Regions from separate parts of the Mus musculus genome. Here region 2 is linked to region 1. The links are chromatin contacts, called in public promoter capture Hi-C maps. All regions are on one chromosome and are shown on one strand. The core of a region is the stretch at or near the end of the contact, and the rest is flanking DNA. Distances in the headings are between cores, read along the strand shown.

Region 1 (5,054 bases), core at 1,254-3,753:
GAGCATGTGTCTTTCTTACCAGTTGGAACATCTTCTGGATATATGCCCAGGAGAGGTATTGCAGGATCCTCCAGTAGTACTATATCCAATTTTCTAAGGAACCGCCAGACTGATTTCCAGAGTGGTTGTACAAGCTTTGCAATCCCACCAACAATGGAGGAGTGTTCCTCTTTCTCCACATCCTCACCAGCATCTGCTGTCACCTGAATTTTTGATCTTATCCATTCTGACTGGTGTGAGGTGGAATCTCAGGGTTGTTTTGATTTGCATTTCCCTGATGATTAAGGATGCTGAACATTTTTTCAGGTGCTTCTCAGCCATTCAGTATTCCTCAGGTGAGAATTCTTTGTTTAGCTCTGTACCCCATTTTTAATGGGGTTATTTGATTTTCTGGAGTCCACCTTCTTGAGTTCTTTATATATATTGGATATTAGTCCCCTATCTGATTTAGGATAGGTAAAGATCCTTTCCCAATCTGTTGGTGGCCTTTTTGTCTTATTGACAGTGTCTTTTGCCTTACAGAAGCTTTGCAATTTTATGAGGTCCCATTTGTCGATTCTTGATCTTTCAGCACAAGCCATTGCTGTTCTATTCAGGAATTTTTCCCTTGTGCCCATATCTTCGAGGCTTTACCCCACTTTCTCCTCTATAAGTTTCAGTGTCTCTGGTTTTATGTGGAGTTCCTTGATCCACTTAGATTTGACCTTAGTACAAGGAGATAGGAATGGATCAATTCGAAATCTTCTACATGATAACCACCAGTTGTACCAGCACCATTTGTTGAAAATGCTGCCAAAAGGGCAATTTCAATAGTCTTCCATATTTCACTTCTCAAAACATTTAACAGAGTGTATAAAAAAATAAATAATGAAATATGATTTTCCTAAAACTTGGTTTGCCATATACATGAAAGCTGACAACTTTTTATCACATGAGAATTGAATTTAAATTGTGCTCACAACATAACAGTGACAATTAGCTTACCTGTCCACCTGTCTTCAAACCCAAGCCCTCATCTGCTGCAGCTGCCGTTACTGCTGCTCAGCTTCCCTCAATGTCAGTTCAGTTGGGAGAGTTTTAGTTCTTTTATTACGTGTTTGACTTCTTCATACACGTCTGGGAGAAAATTCCAAGAGCAATTTTAAAACATCAAACATATAAGCCTTAAACTAGAACTTGGGATAAATGGTCGGATCACTTTAAAGCCATGGAATCTTCTACAGACTAAGCTTTCTCAGACATAAAATGAGAATTTTGAGAATTAAGGCAGAGATTCTGTATAAACATCGTGTTCCTGGCACAAAATAATTGCCCTTTTAGTGTTAGTTATTGCTAAATTCTAAACCTATCTCATGCCCCTACTAGCAATGGCCTATATACGAGTAAAAATTCATTATTACAGCAAAATCTTGACAAATTTTAAAAACCTAAGTTTTAAGAGAAGAAATGAAAACTAAAGAAAAATACCAAGTTGAGAAGCACATGGAACAACCAATATTCTCCTAAGGAAGGGGCTTATATCTGACATGGACAAGAAATTAGGGTTTATCAGAAAGGAAGCTAGACATTGGGACAAAATATCTATAGCCTTGTTATTGGCCTACTAAAACTATTGACAGTCTCATAAGCCAATTGGGGCAGGGCATGCAGATAAAGACACGCTTGGTAAAGTATGACCCTTGTCTAGTAAGTTCACTTTTCTTTATAGGTGGAAGTGCATAATTTGGTTGAAATCTACTCTCCAGTACTGGCAATTATGTCGTCCTTTGGAAACAGGGCCTTGGCAGAGATAGCTAAAATGCAATCATCCTGTTGGGCCCTAATCATGTATGACTTTTGCTCTTACACAGAGAGAACAGTGTGTGAGCATGAAGGCAGGAGTCAGGGTCATAAATCTGCAAACCAAGGACAACCAAAATTACCACCAAGGGTAGGCATGGTACCAGAAGCAAGGAGGGGGATACCAGAACAGATTCCCCCAAAGTATTTAGACTAGAAACCAATCCTGTTGACCCTCTGATTTTAAACTTACCAACTTCCAGGGTTTCAGAAGAATAAGGTCTTTGCCATGACCACCTAAGCAATTTAATGGTCTTAGAAAAGGTGCTTGCCACCAAGGCTGACAATCTGTGTTCAATTCCAGCGTCCTACATGGCAGAAAATGATTCCACACTGCTGTTCTCTCTCTCTTGCCCTCTCCCTCTCCCTCTCTCTTCCTCTCTCTCCCTCTTTCTTCCTTTTCTCCCTCTCCCTCTCCCTCTCCCTCTCCTTCCCCCTCACATGCACAGAGTGCAAACAAACATTTTAAAGATCTTCCTGTTTTTCTAACCTATTCCCACAGCCTCGCTGTAGCTTCTGACCTCTCTGGTCACTACCCTTGCCAGTAAGATAGTCTTCTAGATGCACAGTCTGCTTTGTTTGGAAAGCAAGTATGGGGCCTGCTTCCAAACAGCACAGCTGCCAACATCCAGGAGAGTTGCCAGAGCATCAGGAACACCAGGTTTCTGAGCCTTGAGTGGAACTCAGAGGCCAAGCTCATGAGCAGGTTAGAGAGGAGAGGCCGCAGACTCACCATGTGCAGCCCTCCAGCAGCTAACAAGAGAGCTCTCTGCAGTGAGGGGGGCTGCATTTGAGAAGTTACTAGGTTATAGGGCTTCAATATTCAACAATTCACTCAAAATGGTGCCATAACTGCTCTTTGAGGAAGTCCCTGATTCTACTATACCTTTGGGGGAATTTCCCTAATCTACCACGTTAGTTGAGCAATGAAAAGATCTTCTTAAGTAACTGGAGACATGGCTCGGCAGCTAAGAGAACTTCCTGCTCTTGTAAGCACCCACATTGGGCAGCTTGCAACTGCCTATAACTCCAGTTCCAGGTAATCAACCACTTCTTCTGGTCTCCAAGGTACCCTGGGGTATACATAGTGCACGTACAGACAAGCAGGCATACACGTATACACATAAATACAATTTAAAAATTAAAGACCCTCACACTCTACGTTCCTTGGTACAGCCAGGGAGTGGGAAGCCACTCCGATTCCAGCCATCAGGCTTCCTCCCAGGCCTTGTAATTCCGAGTCAGGAAAACATCCTTGTTTCACTTAGGGAGTGATCCCGAAGGAGCCTCTGCGACTGACTACAGCAGCTCGTTGTCTAAGATGTGTGTGCCAACTCCTTGTCAATGCCGAGCTGCTACTGCGCTTTCAATGGCTCTGCTCTGCTCTCATCTCACACTTCCTTGCATCCTTCCAGACCTTAGGACGGACAACTCATTTTCTGAGACTTGCAACCAAGAAGCCTGGAAAGGACACTGCAAATAGTGTAAGACTAAGATGCAAGCCTGCTTCACGTGAACTGTGAGGCTGAGGAAAACGGTTTGTTCATTCAGGATGTGAGGCTGCTATTTCCTGTTCAGGAGAAAGCAAGTGTCTTAGTCAGGATTTCTATTCCTGCACAAACATCATAACTAAGAAACAAGTTGGGGAGGAAAGGGTTTATTCAGCTTACACTTCCATACTGCTGTTCATCACCAAGGAAGTCAGGACTGGAACTCAAGCAGGTCAGGAAGCAGGAGCTGATGCAGAGGCCATGGAGGGATGTTTCTTACTGGCTTGCTTCCCCTGGCTTGCTCAGCCTGCTCTCTTATAGAACCAAGACTACCAGCCCAGAGATGGTCCTACCCACAAGGGGCCCTTCCCCCTTGATCACTAATTGAGAAAATGCCCCACAGCTGGATCTCATGGAGGCATTTCCCCCACTGAAGCTCCTTTCTTTGTGATAACTTCAGCCTGTGTCAAGTTGACACAAAACTAGCCAGTACAGCAAGAAGGGGGAGGGGACTTAGCAGAGTAGTTGAACAAGGAAAAAAGATTCTAAAATCAAACAGTATTTCAGCCAAAAGGTGTTCAAGATGACAGCCACATCCAGAAGTGCCCTACTCCATAGCCAGAGAAAAGAGATGATAACAGAAATAACCTGACTTGCTACAACTGGAATTTGTCCCTTGTGGTCATGTTTTGGCAGCTGCTATGATTGACTGAGACACAGTTACAAAGGTCTAATCTTAGGATAGGTTACAACTTACTTACACATCAAGCCAGGTTACAGTTCACAATGTACAGAGGCTGCATGGGACCAAACCAACAAGGAGACATATTTAAACCAAATGTAGCTTAATGGTTCACCTTTAAAAAGAAAACTACTTTATTTATGTGGATATGGGAAGTGTGCTCATGAGTTCACTGCCTGTAGAGATCATAAGAGAGTGTTAAAGCAGGAGCAACTGGCTGTGGTGACCCACTGGAGTGAGGTCTAGAAGCTCAATTCAGGTCCAACACTCTTCCTCTTTATTCCTAAGAATTTTAGTTTAGTCACTTAGAAAGCTCTCTCTGTTGCTGTCAACCCACTACAAAGCCCAATGCAAGAAAAATATTCAGGGAATGGGATACAGAGAGAGGCGGAGGTAGAACAGTTACCTGCTTTAAAATCACAAAGGATATTTCTTCATGAGTATTGCAATAAAATGTTTGAAAGGCATATACTATAATGCAGAAAGACAACTATAGGATGCACCTAGTGGTATATGAAGAGACCCTGCCTTATAAATACCAATGGTACCAAGAAACTGAACATCACCAGGAAGCAGCAGCCAACATTTCTGTGTCCTCTCTCTCTTCTCTAAGATAACAATTGACCTGAATGTGTGCAAGCACTCGTGTGTGTGTGTGTGTGTGTGTGTGTGCTCGAGCATGTGCACTCACATGCATGCCTGTATGTGTGCTCATGAAAGCCAAAGGCCTATAAATAGACAAGTAGGCTAGAAAGGTTGGCCAGTGGGATCCCCTCATCTCCACCTTCCCAGAGCTGGGATGACAATCACACACCACCATACCTGACGGCTTTTATCTGTGGGTTCTAGGGAGCAAAAGCAGGTCCATGTGTTTCCAAGGTACTTACTTACTGAGTACCCAGTACCAAATATCGTACATGTGTCTGTGTTCATGTGTGTGTGCATGTCCACATGTGTGTATGTGGAGACCCAATAATCTAATA
Region 2 (5,078 bases), core at 2,484-4,983, 220 kb before region 1:
ATGGTGGCACACAACCATCCCTAACGAAATCTGATGCCCTTTTCTGGAGTATCTGAGGACAGCTACAGTGTACTTACATATAGTAAATAAATAAGTCTTTTTTAAAAATCTGAGCAATGAATTTGTTTGGATTTTATTCAAAAAGAATAACATATGTCGCAAGCATCTGTGGATTTTAATCCCTCTGCTCTCAGATTATGAGATCCTGGAAATCACATAGAAGTGTTGACACTTTCCTGTCTTAGACTTCAGTAGCCAGCGGTCACTTTGCTTGGTGACATTGGGTGAAGGGCACTGTGCGTGGCGGCCCTGCGTGAGGAGCAATGTTTGCTGTTCACTCTGGCTTACTTCTCTCCGTCGCGTACTTTTCTTTGTACTTTGTAAGCACACTTGTTCATAGTGAAATCTGTGAGGCACCTGCTGAGATGATGAGGTGACGCAGAAGCAGGGCAGTAATCCTCTCACAGAGCACGGAAATCCTCTAACCCCGGAGCCCCGGGACTGCCTCTGAAGCAGGAGACACTGGGACCCAGGGTCCTTCCTCAGACTCTCAGGTAGGAGACACTTGTGCCTAAATGCAGATTACTTTGTCATCATGAGAGTAATTGTGGAAATGCCTGTTAAGTTGATTATATAGAAACGGCAAAGTGGGTGTGGTAGCAGAAGCCTGTATCCAACACTCCGAAGGCTGGAGCACCAGGAACTGGAGCTTGAAGCCAGTCGGGGCCACAGAACGCCAAAGCTAGCTCTAGGCCAGCCGGGGCCACAGAACGCCATAGCTAGCTCTAGACCAGCCGGGGCCACAGAATGATATTCTATCTCAAAATAAAAAATAAAAAATAGGGAAGGAAAAAAGAAAGGGAGAGAGAGAAGAGTAAGAGATAAAGGAGAATAAAGGCAGCAGGAGGAAGAAACGATGAGGGGCAGGAAATAAGGAAGACGTATGGAGTCCAGTTTTCCAGCTTGTTTGAAACTCAGCAATCTACAGAATTCACTCTATGGTTTAGATTGAAGGCACTCACTTCCCAAGTACCCGGATCACATCAGATCTAGACAATAACTTTGAAACAAATAGATGCTCCTCCTTAGTATAACATTTCAGTTTGTACATGAGCGTCTATTTTCCCATAATTCATTGTTATCATGTGTACTATGCTTAAGATTAGCTTGAGTTTGTCACATGGACAGGAATCTAAGTTTGGCCAACTTACCACATCTGTTTTGACATCCTTTTCCTTGAACATATGGACCAAATTTTCTGAGAGTTGCCCTTCACCCTGACCTCTGAGCTCTCTCTGGGCTTTCACTCTGGTTGCTTGGCCCCTCTAATAGAATGGTTTGTAATCCCCTAGTTAACACAAGGAACACATGTGTTTCAAGTTCTGCTCTGTTCAGGAGACAGCCACTCTGAGGTTTATCAGACCAAGGATTTGCTGTATATACCACTTATCTTTTGGATTCTTTTAGCTACTTAGTTCTCCAAAGGCTTCTCTTTCCACCAAGCCCCTTTGTAAGCTTTCTTCTCTTACATTCCACTGAAGTGTGTGTGTGTATGTGTCTGTCTGTATGGTGTGTGTCTGTGTGTGTGGTGTGTGTCTGTGTGTGTGGTATATGTCCCTGTGTGTGTTTCTATGTGTGGAGGGGGTGTCTCTGAGTGTGTCTGTGTGTCTGTCTGTATATGTGTCTCTCTCTCTGTGTCTCTGTGTTTGTCTTTGTGTCTATGTGTGGGGGTTGTGTCTGTGTGGGTGTCTCTGTGTGTGTGTGATGTATCTCTGTGTGTGTGTCTCTGTGTGTATATCTGTGTGTGTGTGGTGTGTGTCTGTGTGTGTGGAGGGAGTGTCTCTGAGTGTGTCTGTGAGTCTGTCTGTGTATATGTCTCTCTGTGTGTCTATGTGTGGGGTTTGTGTCTGAGTGTGTCTATGTGGTGTGTGTGTGTGTGTGTGTGTACAAGTTTTAATAAACATTAGATATGCCGGGCGTGGTGGCACACGCCTTTAATCCCAGCACTCCGGAGGCAGAGGCAGGAGGATTTCTGAGTTCGAGGCCAGCCTGGTCTACAAAGTGAGTTCGAGGCCAGCCTGAGCTATACAGAGAAACCCTGTCTCGAAAAACCAAAAAAAAAAAAAAAAAAAAAAAAAAAAAATTAGATAATCTGTTTTAGTCACTTGTGGTTCCTGTAGCAAATTCTATTAAACTGTTTGAGTCAAACAGCCAAAAGTTCAATCATGTAATTCTGAAGACCAGAAAACTCAAGTGCATTATTATCACTATAATTTAAAATACCAGTCTGGTGGCTGTGTTCTCAGTGGGGCCTCCATGGGAAGCTGGTCTCTTGCCTCCTCCCACTTCCAATGGCCTCTGTCTGTATTCTTTGGCTTTGGGTTCAGTAGCCCAGCCTCTGTTTTCACATGGCCTTCTTGGTTCTGTGAAACTTTCCATCTGTCTCTCTTTTTTTGTTTGTTTTTTGTTTTGTTTTGTTTTGTTTTTGTTTTTGTTTTTTCAAGACAGGGTTTCTCTGTAGCCCTGGCTGTCCTGAAACTCACTTTGTAGATCAGGCTGGCCTCGAACTCAGAAATCCACCTGCCTCTGCCTCCCAAGTGCTGGGATTAAAGGCATGTGCCACCACCACGTCTAGCTCCATCTCTCTCTTAAAGGGAGCCTGTGATAACCTTTAATGCAGCTCAGAAAACCCAAGAGTGATTACCTCATTTAATAACAGCTTATTCTCCTGAACCCTGTGGAGTGTATGTGTGTGTGCCTGTCTGTCTGTGTCTCTGTTTGTTTTGTGGTGTGTGTGTGTGTGGTGTGTGTCTGTGTCTGTGCCTGTAGTGAATGTCCTGTTGATTAAGTCTTGATGTGTTTATACAGTACAGTGGCTGCTAAACCCTGTGTGCTCTGTCCCCCACCATAAGCCTGTTGACATGCCCCTCAGGTCTCTTCCCCTGAGTTGCTGTCCCCTCTGTGACCCCGATTTCACCACGTGTTTCGTTGTTGGACTAATTAACATTGCAGTGTTTGCCCAAATACTTGACAGAAACAACCTAAGGGGGGAGAGGTTTAGTTGAATTTCAGTTTTCATCCACCAAGTTGAAGAAGACGTGGTGGGCTTAGTGAGGGGGAGAACACGGTGGAGGAACCAGGGCCCAGGAAGTTACCCTCAGTGACCCACACAAAGTGACCTAATTCTCCAGCCAAGGTCTGCCTCCATTGCCTCCAAAAATAGTGACACCAGATAAGGAACAGAGTTTAAAACATGAGCCTGTGGAGAGGTTTTTGATCAAGCTTGTAACAGCTGCTTACTCTCAAATCGGAAAACCAAACAAAAATTAATTTTTGTTGTGAAATTTCCGAGTGCAGAGAGATCCTTCCTTACCTTACAGGGACTGTCAAACAGGATTTCAGTAACCGCATTCACAAGCTGCTCATGTGCCAAGCCAGGTGACAAGGACTGAAGTGTATTACAATTGCAGAAGTAGAGCCACTGTGCTGGGGCATGTCTATAATCCTGGCACTGGGAAACTGAGGCAAGACAATCATGACTTGGAGTCCACACTGGCCCACAAAGTGAAACCTTGTTTCAAAAGTCTGTAAAAGAACCAGTAGCCAAGAACTCTGCAGCATGGCTTCGGGCATATGGTGACGATAAAAGATCCAACCTTCACCGAAGGCCACTGTGCAATGAGTGCCAAAACAAACACAGTTCAGCCTAAAGTTCGGGTTATAAGTGGCCTGACCTGCACATAACTCGTGTCTGTGGTGAGCCCACACACACCTACTTCTAAAGTCCCAGGTAAGGTAAATATGAGCAAGATATACTATACCACTAAGTGCCTGAGGGCTGAGAGAAGGTGCGATGGGGCTCAGGGCCCAGGACACAGGCAGATCCAAGCAACTACCTTAAGGAGTGCGTTTCTGTTCTCATGAGGCTTACATGATTTCTAGTTGCTCCACCAACTCACACCTGACATTGTCTACTTTGCTGCTTGGAGAGGAATGGCAGCTACAGCAGGAAAATGGCAGCTTCAGCAGGAAAGCAGCAGGAAAGTCATGGCCTTCATTCCAAGCTCCTCGGGACACGGACGCTTCCTTTCTTCCCCGGTTCCAAAATGTCTACAATTTTTTGTTTGTCTTGTTTCCATTTTTTTCCAAGATAAAATTATCTGTGTAGTCTTGGAACTGGCTCTGTAAACCAGGCTAGGCTTGAACTCTGAGATCGTTATATGTGTTAAAGTCAGTTAAGAGCAGTATTGTTTGTAAAGGGCAGAAATCATGGGTATGGATAGGCATAAGATACTCTGCTTTCAGGAAGTGAAAGTTCATTGTGAGCCAAGCATGACTGACCACAGCCTGTAAACATGGATTTAAATGACCTGTGTGGCATGTCCCTTCATGGAGAAGGTAACACAAACTCCATATGCACAGGACAGGAAGCAAGGACTGTGTGTGTGTGGATGAATATGCAGGTGGCTCATCACAAGTGTTCACATTAAGGCAGAAAACCTCTGGGATTAGAAGTCCTCTCTGTCACCTTCTACAGGGCTGGTGAAGGCTAGATGAGTCAAGTTTAGGGAGACGACATTGCATCAGGTACACAGGTTAGTAGCAAATAGCTATTTCAAGTATTGCTATTATTCTGCACAGGTAACCTACCAGCTGCATGCATAAAAGTTGTCTAAGAAATTCTGTATATAGTCTAAATAAAACACACTGAGAATAGTATTACAAACTCATTGTAAACACAAGGAATGCTTAAGGGAGAAAACATGGAAACTTTACACATCTTCTAGTCACTAAAATCACATATTTAAATTTTTGTAAAGTTTTCTTCCTAAGTCCAACCATTTGTTTATCTTTGGAACATAAAAGAGAAAAATGGAGCCGGGCGTGGTGGCGCACGCCTTTAGTCCCAGCACTCGTGAGGCAGAGGCAGGCGGATTTCTGAGTTCAAGGCCAGCCTGGTCTACAGAGTGAGTTCCAGGACAGCCAGGGCTATACAGAGAAACCCTGTCTCGAAAAACCAAAAAAAAAAAAAAAAAAGAGAGAGAGAGAAAAATGAGTTTGCTTTTGAAATTGATACT

Evidence for each region. Promoter capture Hi-C pulls out the DNA fragments that hold promoters and counts their contacts.
Region 2: a contact with region 1 is called in a promoter capture Hi-C map of liver, with 7 times the contacts expected there. The contact joins the promoter of A930014E01Rik here to the enhancer-like site in region 1. A contact is called at or near these places in 21 of 39 promoter capture datasets (the 3T3-L1 cell line, 3T3-L1-derived adipocytes, the C10 cell line and 14 more), 2 of 15 datasets of contacts at CTCF or cohesin (large pre-B cells and pro-B cells), 38 of 484 Hi-C or Micro-C datasets (3T3-L1-derived adipocytes, the AtT-20 cell line, B cells and 25 more), 5 of 115 datasets of contacts at active chromatin or transcription factors (bone marrow-derived dendritic cells, embryonic stem cells, hepatocytes and 2 more) and 3 of 9 other capture datasets (adipose tissue, liver and pancreatic islet).

The regions. Positions count from the first base shown.
Region 1 is chr3:10,075,015-10,080,068 of GRCm38.p6, reverse strand. No RefSeq gene overlaps it. Among named protein-coding and RNA genes, the nearest start is that of Gm33365, 13 kb to the right of the region's middle. Within about 2 kb of position 2,503, at least 42 of the 459 cell types and tissues checked have an H3K27ac peak or open chromatin away from gene starts, as enhancers often do. A contact at or near this core is called in 3T3-L1-derived adipocytes, the AtT-20 cell line, adipose tissue and 5 more, where this site is marked.
Region 2 is chr3:10,296,601-10,301,678 of GRCm38.p6, reverse strand. It overlaps A930014E01Rik (a long non-coding RNA gene), which reads right to left and starts at 3,733. Exons shown (of 2, transcript XR_387546.3): 1 at 3,374-3,733. It also overlaps a transcript of Fabp12 not described here.